Regions from separate parts of the Oryzias latipes genome. Here region 2 is linked to region 1. A link is a contact called in public Hi-C data. All regions are on one chromosome and are shown on one strand. The core of a region is the stretch at or near the end of the contact, and the rest is flanking DNA. Distances in the headings are between cores, read along the strand shown. Region 1 holds the start of ppif (peptidyl-prolyl cis-trans isomerase F, mitochondrial). Region 2 holds the start of polr3a (DNA-directed RNA polymerase III subunit RPC1).

Evidence for each region. Hi-C and Micro-C count contacts between places; a contact is called where the count stands out from the background.
Region 2: a contact with region 1 is called in a Hi-C map of embryo, with 2.5 times the contacts expected there. The contact joins the promoter of polr3a here to the promoter of ppif in region 1. A contact is called at or near these places in 3 of 5 Hi-C or Micro-C datasets (embryo and gastrula embryo).

The regions. Positions count from the first base shown.
Region 1 is chr19:10,592,945-10,597,617 of ASM223467v1, forward strand. ppif (peptidyl-prolyl cis-trans isomerase F, mitochondrial) reads right to left here and starts at 1,298. Exons shown (of 6, transcript XM_004080407.4): 1 at 1,024-1,298; 2 at 913-943; 3 at 705-793. The coding sequence starts at 1,176. It overlaps zmiz1 (zinc finger MIZ domain-containing protein 1), which reads right to left. Exons shown (of 23, transcript XM_004080409.4): 23 at 2,889-4,673.
Region 2 is chr19:10,740,026-10,744,898 of ASM223467v1, forward strand. It overlaps polr3a (DNA-directed RNA polymerase III subunit RPC1), which reads left to right and starts at 2,440. Exons shown (of 30, transcript XM_023949559.1): 1 at 2,440-2,646; 2 at 3,122-3,257; 3 at 4,197-4,334; 4 at 4,511-4,682; 5 at 4,767-4,873. The coding sequence starts at 2,603.

The sequences.
Region 1 (4,673 bases), core at 48-2,547:
TAAATATGTTTGTGACAAATCCAGAAATGAATGATTTTGAAGGCTGGTGTCAGAAGTCAACCTATTTCCTGATAACTGTAGCTTTATGACTAGAAAAAATGGTTACAATCTTCAATAATAGCATTTAGTGCAAATACAAATTCAAAAATGATGCATTCATGGTTTTTTAGATTGATTAAAAAATGCAGTTTTTAATTTCCAACATATGTACAACTAATTTTGCGGGTTTAAAGACAGTTTGTCTTTCCCAATTAACTTTTCTACCACCCTTCTGATTAGGAACAGGAATAGTGAAAGCTTTGTCTGTCCATGGGGGAAAATGCTTCGATGAGCAGTAGAAGGAAAAAAAAAGCCCATTTGTTTTTAATTGTGCAACTACAATTTGAGGTGGCAAAGTTAAGCAACAACGACATGAGCTGGTTTCATAGTTATTCGGTTTGAGGCATAAAAAGGGAAACTGAAACTTTGTGGTATTGAGCGATTTGATGCTTTGTCAGCAAAATTTGAAACATGTCTAAGCATGAGGAAGAAATGTACGCCTCAGGGATGTAAACTTATTTTTCATTTAATTGGGAAAGCTTCTTTTAACGACATTTTCCTGTAACTAAAATATAAACAATAACATTAATTTTTAATGCCACAATTATTTAGCTTTTGGATTAAAATTATAAATTAAATATTGTTGTTTTTCTTCTTCAGCTCACCTGACACATGAACTTAGGGATCACCCTGTGGAAGATTGAGCCCTTGTAGCCAAAGCCATGCTCCCCCGTGCAGAGTGCTCGGAAATTTTCTGAAGGACAACAAAACCTTGTTATTCCGTGCACGTGTCATTCAAAAATACTGTACAATAATTCGGTTTTGTTCAGGCTAGCTTCTGTACTGTAGCGGTGAAAAACTGAGCCAGCGCACCTGCTGTTTTGGGCACTACGTCGGCGCTCAGCTACACAAGAGAAACGATAAAGTTACTGAACAGCTGAGGAACCCGAGCGGAGAGACGCTCCTTCGGTGGTTGGGTCTCACCTCAAAGGTTACTCTCCCCAGCGGCTCGCTGCCTGCAGCAATGTCAAAGTAAACCGTCGGGTTTTTGTTAGCAGCTCCGGGGCCGCTGCTGCACATGCGCGCGACCGTGAACGCCAGCGAGTAGAACTTTATTTTGTTGGAAAAACTTAACATTTTAAAGTTCCTATGTACCGCTACTCGGATAGTCAACTTACGACAGCAACGGATTGAAAGTCACGCTCAAATCCGGGAAGCAATGCAAAATCGAGCTACCCGATCGGACCCCGCATGCGCGAAAGTTACGTCACTTCCTCTTTGTGGGCCAACCAATGAGTTATATCATATAACTCATTATGATATAACTCATTGGGCCCAACATTGCGATAGGGAAGCTCCAGTAATTCGTGTATTTTTGTACGTTTTTTTGTTCCAAGACTGTAAAAATTATATTTAACAATTAAATAGTTAAAACTGAAGATATTTATATGTAAAAAAATTCTCTACCTGTTAAACCCAATGGTTAAACTTTATTAATGTCAACAAACAACAAATCATACAATCCTTCAACAACACGAACAAACAAATGGCACACAACCACTGGTTGAAAGGCTCATAAAAACTGATAAAGAAAATAAAAAAAATTAGTAATGATAATGATAAGAATAACATAGGCAAAATAAACCAAAATGAAAAACAAAATAAAAATCTAATATAAAAAATCATACACCTCAAGAAGTTTTGTGCCATTTTTGTTATTAAGCGATTGTAAATATATTTTAAAAGCTTAAAATTTGGGCTTTCTGCTGCTCCATTTACATGTATTAGGAAAGAATTTAGCAAAAACCAGGAGGTTATTGATGATGATGTTTTTTTGTCCACGAGGGTCATTCCAAATATAACATTATGTCTTATTTTTTTAAGATGTGGGGTAAAAAGATTTGGTTGATAACCAATTTTGTAGATCTTTCCAAAAGGTTTTAGAATAAGCATGATAAAAGAATCAGTGATCTGTCGTTTCAATATCATTGATTGATTGATTGATTGATTGATTGATTGATTGATTGATTCATTCATTCATTTTCTAAACCCGTTTTTTTTTTTTTTTTGGGGGTCACTGGAGCCTATCCCCGCCACTCAAGGGCGAAGGCAGGGGCCATCCTGGACAGGTCGTCAGTCTGTCTCAGAGCCGTTTCGGCTTAAATCACCAGAGTGAATCTTGATCATATCGGTAAGAACTTTGAAATGTATTCCTTTGCCTTGGGGCTTAAAGGATATAAGGAAAAATTGTACCCTTTGCGTCAGAAAACAGTTGAATAATAAAGTTTTATTAGGCTGGGTTGGAGACAGACTGGAACTTGCTGTATCTCTTTTGGGGTCAGGATGTTGCTGGAGACAACCCAGTTACTGTTGGTCAAAGGCTGGGTCCACCCTGAACAGATTACTGGTTCAATGCAATCCCTAGGGGCAGTGACGGAGCGTGAACATTTTAAATGAGGGGGCAGGAGGTGGTCAGAGTGGCAGGCCATTCCAAATGGAAAGTTTCATTATTATTTTTTTATAGAAAACATTCATTTGAGGGGCTCAAGATATCATTGCAAAATATTACTCTTGCAATTTTTGCAAAACTTAAAGAAGCTTGTTATAATGATTTAATGTCTGTCAATAATGATAGTTAGATTGACTTAAAAATTGGACTCATTGAGTGCAGCGCCCCCCTGCAGCCAAAGGGAAACTTTAGAGTCACCAACCAAATTATGAAGCATGTTTTTAGACTGTTAGGAGGAAACCAGAAGATTTAAACCAGGAATTTTTCAGCTGTGAAGTGTAGTAAAGAGACTGTAATTTACTTTTTTCTAATAGATATAAACCCACACACACAGCCAGAATGAAATGCAGGTATCATCTGAATACATATTTATTAGATAAATATTAGGTTGTCACATCATCTAACTACATACAGTTCTGCAAGACTAAAAATCACAATTAGTTTCTTTATTTTCTGACCAGTTTTGAGTGTGAAATGGTTGTACATACAATGTACAAACATAGAGACAATAGCCACAATTGCATGAACCACCTTACTTTACCTTTTTTTTCTGCTGTTCATGATATCAAAAAATTGTACAAACTTGAGATTTGGTTACAATCTTCAGGACCTGTCCTTTCCACCAGCAATCCTCATCACTTCAGAGTGTTTTTATTTATTTTTGTAACCAGTTTATCATTTTTTTTCTTTTGAGGGTTTAGTGCTTCAAGTATGCCGGTGTGAAGAGAACATTTTTGCTAATTAGTAAAACATAATTTTCCCAGTTTCTCTAAGAAAAGAAAAAAAAAAGAAAATAAAAAAGGTGAAATTATATTACAGATGGTGGAAGATAATGCTGAGAGAGAGACACCCACAGACACTAACTAACATGTTTCATTTTCCGTGTTCAGCCACATCCAGGAGAGGGGTTACAAGCTTTTTTTTATTATTATTATTCTCAAGAAACAATGCACATTCCCAGGAAAATGAATACATTTCTGTTCACATGTTCATTTACATATTTACAGCCATCCTTGGGAAGTTCGACTAGCCCTGCCACCCTTTCCACCTCTCCAGGCCAGAATGATGACCGTGCCCTTTCCTTTTTTTGACTTTAGGTTTCTTTTATTTTTTCTCCTAGAAAATTGGCAGTTGGAAGTACAGTTTTGGGTGCAACAGTGAAACCGAATTAGCCTCGCTTGCAGGTTAGAACAAGCCTGGAAAAGACTGAAGGGATTAAAGGTTTAAAAAATGAAACTTTTTTTGAGTGATTTGAAGCTTCGATGTGAGCAAGATGTGAAACATGTTCACACATGCTGGAACTATTAACTTAAAGTTAAGGTGGTTGATTCAGCAAAATGCCACAGATGAAAGAAATTGGATTTCTAGCCTTACAGATTCATAACAAAAAGAGTAAAAAATAATTTATTAAAGGAAAAAAAGAGGGGAAGGGATAAAAATGTATATGGTCTCATGCTTTTTTTTTTTTTTTAAAAAGCCACATTTTCTATAACAAAAATATAAACAATATCAGGAATTTCTTTAAAATATGGTTGTGATATATTTTTTTAAAATACCACAATTAGCAAAAAAGTAGGATATTCACACATATGCTCAACAGTGGAGGTCACTTAAAATCAGCGGATCCACATTAAAACATGACGGGGAGAAAAATATTGCTTAATATCTGAGGACTGCAGTGATGCAAGGACAGGTGTGAGAGTGACACAGACACACATAACAGGAAATAAATCACTTGAAATCACTTCCTCAGGGTGAATTCAGGGAGCGTTTCGGGTGAGCTCGGACGACTAATGATAAAAGCACAAACATTTATCGAGATGATACAAAAATATTCACAAAGATATTTACATTACAATAGCATTTCTTAAAAAATAATACATTTGCATACTGAACAGCACAGATCTCGAAAAGAACAAAAACAAAAAAAGGTCAAATTAAAAACAGGCGTGGCAAATAAACAAACGTCAATACTGCTTTGAAAAAGATTTCTTAAACAGCAGTGATGGATCAACCGTGTGCCACCATCACCTCCCGCAATGACTGAAAAGTTAGCCTCCCACGTGAAAAGTAACACCTGCGAACCCTCTACAGCTTTGGTGATTTAGAGCCACTCCTCAAAGGA
Region 2 (4,873 bases), core at 1,190-3,689, 150 kb after region 1:
AGAGCCAGTCCGTTGTACGCATTAAAAACCTGTGAGATTCCACACTAATGATCTAATATTTGCCTTTATTATTATGTCTTACTGAATAAAAACAATTGGTAGCAAAAGAGAAAAATCTTGCCTTGCCGGCCATATTTTTTTTTCTATGACTATATAGTTGAGGAAGTACAGCATAATATATTCAGTACTACACTGAGATACATTTTTTAGTAGACATAATCAATTCCTCCCTTGGGAACACAGTATTTCTGCTCATAATATTTTAATACTGTACTTGAAAAACAATTTTACAAACAATTTAGTACACAGATATGCTCAGGAGGCACTTTGAAAGGGGATCTCTAAGCAGCACCTCATGCTCAAAGGCACTGCGCACAGAGGTCCCTGGAGAGGCATTGAGGATCTCTCCACAGGCCCTTTACATTTGTTTGTACAGATGGAAACATCAGTGGCCTTTATCATTAAGTCATGGTGTCTACACAAAAGCAGAGGACTTTGGTGGAACAGTAGTCTCTTCAGATTCATTTTACATGCTACATATCATATTAGAGGTTCAATTAAAGCTCAATTATAGTGGTTGCAGAATTTTTAATGAAAAGTCGGCTTATTTGGGCAACTTTCACACTCAGCGGTTATTACCTGATGGGAGAATTAATCAGTGCAAGCATGAAGAAGGATCACCTCAGGAAGTCATCATCAGTCCCCATCAGCGCTTTAATGCCTATGAATGAAACAATGCAGGTAGTTCAGAACTGCAGGTTTGTTTGGTCTCTCCCACCCCGGCTTTCTCAGCTTAGGAAATGCATTTGCCGCCATCTAGTGGTTAATATGCAAAACAACAAGTAAGCAACAACTAACGCATGTAATTATTCTCTTTAGATGAAAATGATACATATCAAATGGAGAAACTTTAAAAAGAAAACGTATTTTTACATTATTATGTATATACACATATGCAATTAATTATACTGATTTTATTTATGCAGACCAGCTCTGTCATGTCCTGAGGCACTTCTTTAACTTGGGCCTCAGCCAAGAGTAAGTCGCAGTCCTGTGGAAGACCTCCTGTGTGGTTCAGAACCCCAAGATCACACAAACAAAGCAACAGAACCATAACAGACCCGTCGCCTTGACCTCCCACCTGATGAGGACCATGGACAGGCCCATCCTCATGCACCTCCACTCTGTGATGAAGGGCGACTGACCTGCTGAAGTTCACCTACAAGGCAAACATCCGGGTGGGTGACGCTGACATCTATCTGCTGCACTGGACACTGACTCACATGGATACCAGCAGGACAAGAGATGTGTTTTTTGACTTCTCCAGCATCTTCAACACCATCCGGCCAGGACTGCTGCGGGGGAATCTGGAGGGAGCAGGAGTGGATGGTCCACTAACCGTCCACAGTACATGCGTCTGCACAACTGTGTGTCTGAGGTGGTATTCTGCAGCACTGGACCCGCCACAGAACTGTGCTCTCACCGTTTTTTCTTCACTCTCAGCATGTCAGATTTTCACATAAAACCACCAGCTGTCAACTTTAGAAGTACTCAGATGACTTAGCCATTGTGGTCTGCGTGTGTCTGAAGGAGATGATGTGGAGTACCGGTCAACCATCAGAACCTTTATGAGCTGGTGTGAGAGCAGTCACCTGTGCTTAAATATTAGCAAGACCAAAGAGATGGTGACAGACCTCCGAAGACGAAGAACGGTGGCCCTCATACTGGTGAACACCCAGGGAACTGACATCCACATGGTTGAAAGTTTCAAGTACCTGGGTGTTCACCTCAATTGCAAAGGCAAGATTCACTCCTGATATTTGAAAAATTCTTCTGTTAAGATGAGAAAATAGGGACATCATCCCATATAAACCGTTCATACCTCAGCTGCAATGTGATATTTTAGCCGCTAGGTGTCAGCACTCACTTTAGTTGGCCAGAGTCTGAGCTTCAATTTTGCTCTCTTTGGCTGAGCTGGTAGCTACGGTGCTTTCAAGGACTATATGAAAAATCAGCTTTTTTTTATTTGAATAAAACAATTCACGGCAAAACAACAGAAATATATATGACGTATATCATCCATACATTTTCTGATCCCCTTTCTGGGTCACGGGGTGATAGACATATATATAGGGCAAAGCTGAAAAATATTTAACTTGTATTCAAATTTAACGAGGCTAAAACTTTATTGCAGCGTGCTATAATACGAAAGATCATCAACAAATTTTTTTGTTGATTTTATAATATACTTGGAGGTTTTTTTCGTTTGTACGTATTGCTACTTGGTGTTTTTCTATTTGCGTATTTTATAGATTATATTATAAAGTTAAATTTATACGAAACATACCCCAATATGGTACAAGAAATTCAGTTGGACAGAGAGTTGCATCCTAAATTCCTGATTTTATATTTGATCCTTGAAAGCAGCGGCAGGAACCAACCGGAACCAACACGCTGCCGACGCTTTGCATGATGGTTGCATGTTGGATCTGATGGCATTTCCACAACATGGAAGAGTAAAGTGACAGTTAGCTGTTCCGAAGAAATCACAATAATTAATAATAGTTGTATACACTTGTTTGATTGTGTAAACGCTGCAAAAATGGTGAAGGAGCAATTCCGAGAGACAGACGTGGCTAAAAAAATGTGAGTATTTTTGCGAGTTTGTTAGCTTCCATGTTTTCTTCTTTTAGCTGCAATTATTGCTAAATTACAATGAGGTAGTTATTTATTAAAAAGGTTTTTATGTGCCGCCTTGTTACCAGACTACTAGTATGTCATTGATCTGCAGTATTTTAATGTTTTATTTCTTTTAGATATTGTCAATAGAAGTCGTTGAAGTTTAAAGTAGAGTTGTCACATGATTTCACCAAATTCAGCTTGTGTTAATCATTTAATTTGCTTGTGGATAAAAATCAATAGGCAGAAGAAGGCTTTTATAAAATTAACAAATAACCTACAGCAATGTTGTTGAGGTTTGTTACCCTTAAGAACCCATGATGGTGACATCCGTGTGTATTCTGTGATCCATTTGCTTTGTGGTGATAGTCCACATACTATATTTATTTAATTTTAATAAAGAGTTGGGTTGAAGCATATGCGTATTCCTTCTCCTTTGCAGAAGCCACATCTGCTTTGGGATGAAATCTGCTGAGCAGATGCGGCAGCAGGCCCACATCCAGGTGGTCAGCAAGAATCTGTACAGCCAGGACACCAAACACACCCCACTGCCCCATGGAGTACTGGATCACCGCATGGTAGGACAAAAGGAAAAACATCACAGCCATTCATTTCAGAAATATACAGTTCAGGTTCAGAAGAACAATTTCAATTCAAGTATTTATATAACCCAATATTCCAACACATTTGCCTCAACAGGCTTCACTAATTGTGCAAAACATAAAAGCAGGTGTAAAATACAATAGCTATTAAGGTTAAGGTTAATTAGTTAAACTAAACTAAACAGACTAAGCTGAGCAAAACACCCAGCCCTTAGACCCTCTTTCCACTTTTACACTTTCTCCTTCACTGTAGTAAAAGCCTGGTTTAAAGAGCACTTTTCCAGAAAAAGATTGCAACTTTGCCACATTTTATTCATTACTGAAAACAATATGTAGATCTTGAGAAGCAATCTGGCTTTTACCTAATTGCTATTTTATTTCCAATAGGTTGAAATACACTAAAATGTACATAAATTTCGAAACGTATTTAAGAATATATAAACCCAATATTAACAAAATGTGCACCTTTTGTCAATTTTCACCAGAAAAAGTTCATCATTTGTTTAGGCTTTGCCTCTTTTCTCAATCTTTTGGCCAAGTTTTCTGTGATTTCTTTTGTTACAAATTGACACTTTCCTATTCTTTACACTGGAAGCATACATGTTCTGGCTTTTGTCAACATAATGCAACATTTTACACTTATAAATGTAATTTTTTTTAATCAAAATCCCAAATTTGTCTTTATTTTTAGCGGAGATCAGACTTTATATTGAGTCATAAGTTTTATAAAAAACATCAACGTTTAAAATGTCTTGAAATTTGTTCCTAACATCAAACTGTATGTTAATACAATAAAATATAGTAATACTTTTTTACTGTTCCTGGTATTTACAATAAAGTTTTAGGAAAAACAAAAACGTTCAGAAGAAACATGATTTCCGTGTTAACATACCTTTTACTTCCTGTTTCCTGCAGGGAACAAGTGAGAAAGACCGACCATGTTTGACTTGTGGGAAGAATCTGGCAGATTGTTTGGGGCATTATGGGTATTTGGACCTAGAACTGCCTTGTTTTCATGTTGGCTACTTCAAAGCTGTTATAGGAATACTACAGGCAAGTATGCTTTCACAAACAAATATTGTTAAGGAGACTTTAATTTTTGCACGCCTTTTTAGTAGCTTTTCTTACACAGTTGTGATAATTTCCTATCATAGCTATACCCTTTATGGTCCTTACTATTCTAGGTATTTTGGATGTGATTTCCTTATTGCTTTGATGTTTCTTTTTAGATGATTTGCAAAACCTGCTCCAGCATAATGCTGACCAAAGAGGAAAAACTCCAGTTTCTGGATCTCTTGAAACGGCCCAACCTGGCTTATCTCCAGAAGCGAGGCTTGAAAAAGAAGATTTCCGAAAAATGCCGCAAAAGGACAGTTTGTCTGAATTGTTCTGCTTTTAATGGTAAACAGATATTCACTTCAAGTTCAGGTTTTTCCTGAAAACAAAAAAAAAAAGAAAATGTCTTTTTACATTTTTTTTTTAAAGGAACTGTAAAAAAGTGTGGCCTGTTAAAGATCATTCACGAAAAATATAAAACGACCAAGAAAGTGGTGGATCCATTTGTGTCAGAGTTCATGCAGTCCTTCGATACA